2 separate regions of the Mus musculus genome follow, and region 1 is linked to region 2. The links are chromatin contacts, called in public Hi-C maps. All regions are on one chromosome and are shown on one strand. The core of a region is the stretch at or near the end of the contact, and the rest is flanking DNA. Distances in the headings are between cores, read along the strand shown.

What was found. A called contact is a pair of places that touch in the nucleus more often than the background predicts.
Region 1: a Hi-C map of cerebral cortex shows a contact between it and region 2, with 2.5 times the contacts expected there. The contact joins two enhancer-like sites. A contact is called at or near these places in 2 of 39 promoter capture datasets (embryonic stem cells and hippocampal neurons), 1 of 15 datasets of contacts at CTCF or cohesin (large pre-B cells), 7 of 484 Hi-C or Micro-C datasets (cerebellum, cerebral cortex, cortical neurons and 2 more), 6 of 115 datasets of contacts at active chromatin or transcription factors (embryonic stem cells, epiblast stem cells and stem cell-derived neural progenitor cells) and 1 of 9 other capture datasets (embryonic stem cells).

Annotation. Positions count from the first base shown.
Region 1 is chr7:44,640,052-44,643,721 of GRCm38.p6, reverse strand. Myh14 (myosin, heavy polypeptide 14) reads left to right here. Exons shown (of 42, transcript NM_001271540.1): 11 at 163-258; 12 at 2,543-2,661. Among named protein-coding and RNA genes, the nearest start is that of 2310016G11Rik, 26 kb to the left of the region's middle. Within about 2 kb of position 2,286, at least 11 of the 459 cell types and tissues checked have an H3K27ac peak or open chromatin away from gene starts, as enhancers often do. A contact at or near this core is called in cerebral cortex, where this site is marked.
Region 2 is chr7:44,358,141-44,361,785 of GRCm38.p6, reverse strand. It overlaps 1700008O03Rik (RIKEN cDNA 1700008O03 gene), which reads left to right. Exons shown (of 6, transcript NM_027049.1): 5 at 603-736; 6 at 1,405-1,743. The coding sequence ends at 1,600. Shank1 (SH3 and multiple ankyrin repeat domains 1) reads right to left here. Exons shown (of 25, transcript NM_001034115.1): 25 at 3,433-3,645. Among named protein-coding and RNA genes, the nearest start is that of Gm39001, 15 kb to the left of the region's middle. Within about 2 kb of position 1,630, at least 264 of the 459 cell types and tissues checked have an H3K27ac peak or open chromatin away from gene starts, as enhancers often do. A contact at or near this core is called in cerebral cortex, where this site is marked.

The sequences.
Region 1 (3,670 bases), core at 1,037-3,536, 280 kb before region 2:
AAACAGAAAGCTGAGTGTATTGATTCTGTTGCAGTTTGAAAGGCTTAGCTGGGGTCACAGGTGAGCTTTGAGCTCTGGGGTACTGGACATGACTTTGGGTTTCCTGCAGTGTGATTAGATAGGTACCAGAGTTCCCCTGTGACCATCCTCTCTGCCCCACAGCCATGCTGCGCACTGTCTCTGCTGTCCTCCAGTTTGGCAACATTGTCCTGAAGAAAGAGCGCAATACGGACCAAGCCACCATGCCTGACAACACAGGTACCACCAAGGCCAATGTCCTCTGTCCTCACCAGAGTGTCCCCTCCTACCTCTGCCTCTCACCCAGGAGGGCTCAGACTCCTGCACTTTGCCCAGAGCACCATGGCCAGGCTTCCTCCATTTTAAACACCCTGCTGAAGACAACCCCACCATGATAGGTAGACAGCCCCACCCATGCCCGAGAATCACCTCTCCTCCTCCAGCCTTGGGTCCTTTTTTTTTCTTTTTAAAAATACTTTATTTATTTTATGTGCATCAGTGTTTTGCCTGCACGCATGTCCGTATGAGGATGTCAGATCCTTTGGAACTAGAGTTACAGACAGTTGTGAGCTGCCGTGTGGGTGCTGAGAATTGAACACGGGTCTTCTGGAAGAGTAGCCAGTGCTCTTAGCCACTGAGCCGTCTTCCTAGCCCCTACATTGGGCCCTTTTAATTCCTGATCTTCCTGCCTCTGCCCCTCAAGTGCTGAGGTTTACCATCTGTGCCACCACACCCAATTTCACATCCCCCTCCTTGATTTTGTTAAACAATGAAAATCACCAATTCTCTTTTTTTAAAAGATTTATTTATTTATTTTATGTATGTGAATATACTGTAGCTGTACGATGGTTGTGAGCCTTCATATGGTTGTTGAGAGTTGAATTTTTAAGACCTCTGTCCTGCTCACTCTGGTCAACTCTGCTTGCTCCGGCCCAAAGATTTATTTATTATTATATGTAAGTACACTGTAGCTGGCTTCAGATGCACCAGAAGAGGGCGTCAAATCTCATTATGGGTGGTTGAGAGCCACCATGTGGTTGCTGGGATTTGAACTCAGGACCTTTGGAAGAGCAGTCAGTGCTTTTACCCGCTGAGCCATCTCGCCAGCCCGAAAATCACTAATTCTTGCTGTCGCTTCTTGTTCATTATTTGGGACTGGGCCATATGTAGCTCTGGATGGCCTTGAACTTCCTAATCCTCTTGCATCCAACCCCCTTTTTTTTTATTTGTTTTTTTCGAGATAGGGTTTCTCTGTGTAGCCCTGGCTATCTTAGAGCTCTCTCTGTAGACCAGGCTGGCCTTGAACTCACAGAGATTCACCTGCCTCTGCATCCTGAGTGCTGGGATTTGGTTGTCAAGAAAGGAGAGACAACTGCCCACAGTCAGACTCCAATGCTGTCTGCGTCCTCGGGGTCTCCCCTGGGGTTTTCCTACCCTGTGCCGGTGTAGCTGGAGATCCAGACAGAAATAGAGTTCACGGGCTCCCTCTGGACATCTGAAGCTCTCTGTCCTGGTTATAAAAACCCTCCAGCTCACTCTCAAACTGCACAGCTCTGAAAATCTGGGGAACTGGGGCACTGCTCCCCGCTCACCCAGCCCTGCAGCGCCCACTTGTGGCCACCGGGGGGTGCTATTCACCAACCCGGCACTGTCCTGCACTACCTGTTTGCTTTACTTAATTGGGGGCAAACACTACACGTTTTTCTTTTTTCTTTATTTTATCTTTTTGGTGTGTATGTTGGGGATGGGGGTGTTCGAGACAGGGTTTTTCTGTGTATGTCTGGCTGTTCTAAAACTCACTCTGTTGACCAGGCTGCCCCCAAACTCAGAGACCCGCCTGCCTCTGCCTCCTGGGTGCCCGGTGCTGAGTACTGAGATTAAAGGCGCGTACCACCACTTCGTGGCTACAAACCTTTCTGAAACCTGCTTATTTCCCTTCATGCCTCAAGGAATAACTTTATGTTTTAACTAGAACCCAATGGTTGCGAGTGTTGGGGTCAGGTAGGATCTCATGTAGCCCAGATTGGCCCTCAACTTGCTTTATAGTTGAGGGTGACCTTGAATTCTTGATTCTCCTCCCTCAGACTCTCAGATACTGGGTTGGCAGGTATGTGCCACCATGTCTGACTCTGGTGCCTTTTTAATGCATTTCTTTCTAGGCTTCTCTTTTTTCTTCTGTGGGGCCAAGAGCAGAGTAAGCTTTCCCTCCGTGGAGCTGACGGATGCCTGGGAACGTGGCTTGATTCAGGCTTTAATTCAGAGTAGAAAGGGAAACACGCCTCCCACGCAGCCCTGGCGTGCTCCGCCGCAAACATCCATCTATTTAACGTGCTAGTGCAGAGGTGTGCTAGTTGTTCCTGCTGAAAATGTGCATCACCCAAGGCCCAGAGGCACAGGCCTCTTAACCCAGCGCCTGGTTCGCTCAGGATGCTCCTCCCAGAAAGGGCCACCTCCACCTCTTTCCCCCAACGGAGGGGTCCGATGTCCCTCCCCACTAACCCCTGTCACCTGCTCTCTCCCTCAGCTGCCCAGAAGCTTTGCCGCCTCTTGGGACTCGGAGTGACCGACTTCTCCAGAGCCCTTCTCACACCCCGCATCAAAGTGGGCCGAGATTATGTTCAGAAAGCACAAACCAAGGAGCAGGTAGGCGGGATTCAGCGGTAGGCGGGATTCAGTGGTAGGCGGGATTCAGTGGTAGGCGGGATTCAGTGGTAGGCGGGATCAAGCCCTGTGAGGGCAGGAAGGACTGGCTTACGGTTTGTGATCCTGGGACTTTTAAATATTATTATTACAATTATTTGTTTATTTGTTGGGGGAGGGGCACTGCCACAGCATGCAGGCTGGCACCAGAGCACCAACAGCAGTTAGTTTTGTCCTTCTACCACGTGGGTCCTGGGGATTGAACTCAGGTCGTCAGGCTTGGCAGCGAGCTCCTTTATCTTCAGAATCCTCTTACTAGGTCTTTAAGCAGCGTTCCCCATCTCTCACACTCAGCAACCTTGCCTGCCCTTATTCTATCACCAGGCTGGGGGCGGGGTGAGGGTGAGCAATAATGAAAACACAGATCAAGGCTGGGAGGTCGCTCCACAGCAAGTGCTGGCCTCACAAGCACGTGGACCCAAGTCCCACGAACCCCAGAACCCACGTAAAGAGCTGTGGCGATGAACACAGGAGGACCCCTGGCTTTTACTGGTCAGCCGCTCTAGCTGAGTGAACAAGCCCCAGCCTCAGTGAGAGACTCTCTCTGAAAGAACTAGATGGGAAATGGCTCTTCCCAAGGCATGACACCTGAGCTTGACCTCTGGCCTCCACACCCTCATGAGCCCTCACATGTGCACACACATACAAGCGAAAATGAAGACTTGTCTCTCAGGGGCTTGGGATGTACTCTGGCCATTGTTCTCACCCTTTCTAATACTTCCACCCTTTAACACAGTTGTTCCGTTGTGGTGGTGATCCCTAACCATAAAGTTATTTTATTGCTACTTTATAACTGTAAATTTGCTACTGTTTTAAATGGTATTGTGAATATCTGATATGCAAGAGATCTTACATGTGTCCTCTGTGGGGGGCCCCCCCCGACCCACGAGTTGAGAAACACTGAGCTAGGGACATGGCGAATAAGCAGGTTAATGAAAAGGATGGTTCTGTT
Region 2 (3,645 bases), core at 381-2,880:
CTTCCTTATTCCTCTTCTTCTTCCTCCTCCTCCTTCTTCTTCCTCCTCCTCCTTCTTCTTCTTCTTCCTCCTCCTCCTTCTTCCTCCTCCTCCTTCTTCTTCCTCCTCCTCCTCCTCTTCCTCCTCCTCCTTCTTCTTCTTTTGGTTTTTTGAGACAGGGTTTCTCTGTATAGCCCTGGCTGTCCTGGAACTCACTCTGTAGACCAGGCTGGCCTTGAACTCAGAAATCCGCCTGCCTCTGCCTCCCGAGTGCTGGGATTAAAGGCATGCGCCACCACACCCGGCTCAAACAATTTCTTCTGACCCTTCTGATAACTGCAGCCCCTTAACTTTGAAATCACCTGTTCAAATAGAATCCTCCAGAACTGTAAAGCACTGTCCATGGCTGGTCTCTGGGAGAGTTTCCCTGTAGGGCGGTTATTACAATTTAATTAGTCTAGTTTTTCAGAATGATCTCGAGTAGCAGATGCCTTCACACCCGAGAGACACCTGTGGTCACCCCTTTTGACAAGAGTGTCATAACCTAGCGGGTCTGTAGGTGGAGTCTTGGACCAGGCTCCAGCCTAGGAGATAAGGGCTGAAGTTGATGCATGCCCACGCAGGAAGACTTTACGCACGTGGAGGTGCTGCAGGCTTTGGAGGCCGAGCTGCCCGGGGCCATGGAAAGCGGGCGCGTGAACAGCATCCGCTACGAGAATATGAATGTCATCTGCGGTACTGCGGGCCGCAGGGACAGGTGAGACCATGCATGGGAGTGGTCTAGGGTGAGAGGCTGAGGAACGTAATTGGGAGAGATGCAGCCAGGGAGCGTAATGCTCCATAAACTGAGCTGGGAGGCGGAATTAGAGTGAGAGTGGGAGAGGGGCGGAGCCTAGCATCAGTGGGGGACGGAGGGGGGAGGACACAGGGGGGGTGGGGGGACGGACACAGAGGGCGTGGAACCTAGAGGAGGCTGGTGGTTGAAGTCAGAGTGTAGAGGCCAGTGAGGGATGGAGCTAAAAGCAACTGAAAGACTTGGAGCCTAGAGTGAGTTGAGAAGAGGCGAGGTGAGAGGATGAGGTCAAGGTGAAGGGGAACAGTGAGTTTTGAGGCCCAGAACCACTCAGAGGGACGGGTCCTAGGTTGAGCGGCACTTTTGGCAAAATCAGAATGAAGATAGCATTGGAGGGCTGGCCTGGGCTGGGTAGCATTTAGGGAGGAGTCAGAGTCAGGATGACATTGTGGGGGCAGGTCCTATGCTGAAGGGCTTTTCTAGCGGAGTCTGAGGAGACAGTAGCGAGGGCGGGACCTGGCGCATTCCCAGGTGAGGTGAACGATCCAGCTGAGAAGACCGCAGTGACGCCCGCAAGCGAAGGGGGCCAGGGTGAACCCAAAGACGTCTCTGGGCCTTCACTTCGCCCACAGGTGGCTCATCACCGTCACAGACTTCCAGACGCGGTCACGCCTGCTGCGCTCCGGGCTCACCCTCCGTGGAACCGCGTACCCACTGGTGCGCCACGACGATTTACTGCTGGGGGACTACCGTTTGCACCTGCGCCGCTCTCTGGTCCGAAGGCGCATGCTCGAAGCCCTCGGGGCGGAGCCTGCCGACGAAGATTGACGCACAGCGGGGGCGGGTTCCAGCTGCACCCCGCCCCCAGACCCGGCGAAACGAGAAGGCGTGGCCTCCCTAGGAAGGAGGCGGGGCCGGCTCGAGGGGGTGGATACTGTGAGTTTAATTATAAAGAATGACCTGATACAAAAGCCATTTCTCTCGGCAAAGTCGTGTTGGGCGTGGGGGGCGGGGCGAACCTCCACTCTCATCCACTCGGCCAGAAACGCCAACCTGGTCACAACCTATCCCTGCGACCTTGCAGGACGAGCTCAACTCCTTTCAAGTCCCCTCCCGCCCCCTTGGAAGACAGTTCTAGGGCTTTTATTTCAGGTTTTTCCCCCTTTTGGATTTGTGTGTTCTAGGGTTTTTTTTTTTAATTTTTATTTTGCTTTGTATATTTTTCTTTTGCTATTGTTTCTCTTTTTGCTTGGTCTCTCCTCTCCACCCCGCTCCCCCATCCAATCCCTCCCCCTTCCCTCTCCCCGCTCCTTCACCCCCACCCCCACCCCTTACGCCCTCCCCAACCCCGCGGCACCCATCCGGAATTAACAAGCCCTTGATAGACAGGCGCCGCGCAGGCCCCCTGCGGACGGGGGGCATCCGACCAGGGGGAGGGGGCGGGTAGGGGCCCAGCGCCACCACCTCTCCAGCCCTCGCCACCCCTCCCCCTCCCGTGACCCTCCCACAAGGTTCCCTGCATTTCCCTGACGTGGTGAGGGGAGGGGGCTGGCCCTCCCCTCGTGGATGGAGCGCCCCAGGGGCGCCTGGGGACAGCTATAGGGAATGGGGTGGGGGGAAGGAGGGGAGCTCCCTTCTTTGGCAGCTGAACATAGGGGGGAACCTGAGGGCGATGCCTTCTCCCCTTTTATCCACAGCAGGGGAGGGGGCTACCTAGGGGAGGAGAGGTGGCTTTAATTCCCAAGCCCCAGAAGCAGGGAGGGGGAACGTGCGGGGAGGGAGGAGCCATGCTGTAAGGATGGGGGCGTAATCTGGGAGAGAAGAAAGGGTTGGGGAGGAGAGGGGAATCTTCGTGCAAAATGGACAGACAGATGAATGGTCTAAGAATGACAGGACTGGGTGACAGCCTAGTGAGCTGGGAGCCAGCGTGCATGCGCAGGGTCTCCTCTCCCTAGGAAAAGCAGGGGGAGGTGAGCGAAGACCTAGGGTGGGTGCAGAAAATGAGAAGAGAGGACTGGCTAAGAGTATGCAGAGAGGCGAATACGCAAACCAAAAAGAGGCCAGGCTCTGCAGGGCAACTGGGGAAAGTCATCTAGAAAGATCAGAACAGCGCAGCAAGCACATCCCATACCTGAGCACCATTAAAGAAGGAAGAAGAAGAAGAAGAAGAAGAAGAAAGAAGAAGAAGAAGAAGAAGAAGAAGAAGAAGAAGAAGAAGAAGAAGAAGAAGAAGAAGGAAGAAGAAGAAGAAGAAGAAGAAGAAGAAGAAGAAGAAGAAGAAGAAAGAAGAAGAAGAAGAAGAAGAAGAAGAAGAAGAAGAAGAAGAAGAAGAAGAAGAAGAAGAAGAAGAAGAAGAAGAAAGAAGAAGAAGAAGAAGAAGAAAAAGAAGAAGGAGGCTGGGGGCAGGGGTGGAGAATGGGCCGGGGAGGGCAAGTGCACAAGAGGAAGTGTGCAAGGGTACACAAGAAAGCAAGGAAACCGGTGAACAGAAGTAGCCTGGCGTGGTGACGCACGCCTTTAATCCCAGCATATGGGAGGCAGAGGCAATCTCTGAGTTCCAGGACAGCCAGGGTTCCACAGAGAAACCCTTTCTCAGGAAACAAAACAAAACAGCAGTGAACAGGAATGTGAAGGAGAAGGATGAGGAGCCGGGGGAGAAGGGGTTAAACATTTGGAAAGAGTTCAGGGCCATGAGTGTGAGGGGTGTGCTAAGTGTCAGAGAAAATAGAGAAGGCCGGGCACAGGAGTGCCACCATGAGAGGGAGAGTAAGGGCTTAGGGGTGGCAAGACAGGAAAGTGGCCCTGGACGTGAGAGCGGAGGTGAGTGTGTTCAGAGCATGTACAGAGAGAGCAGAGAGCACGGGTGGCCAGGG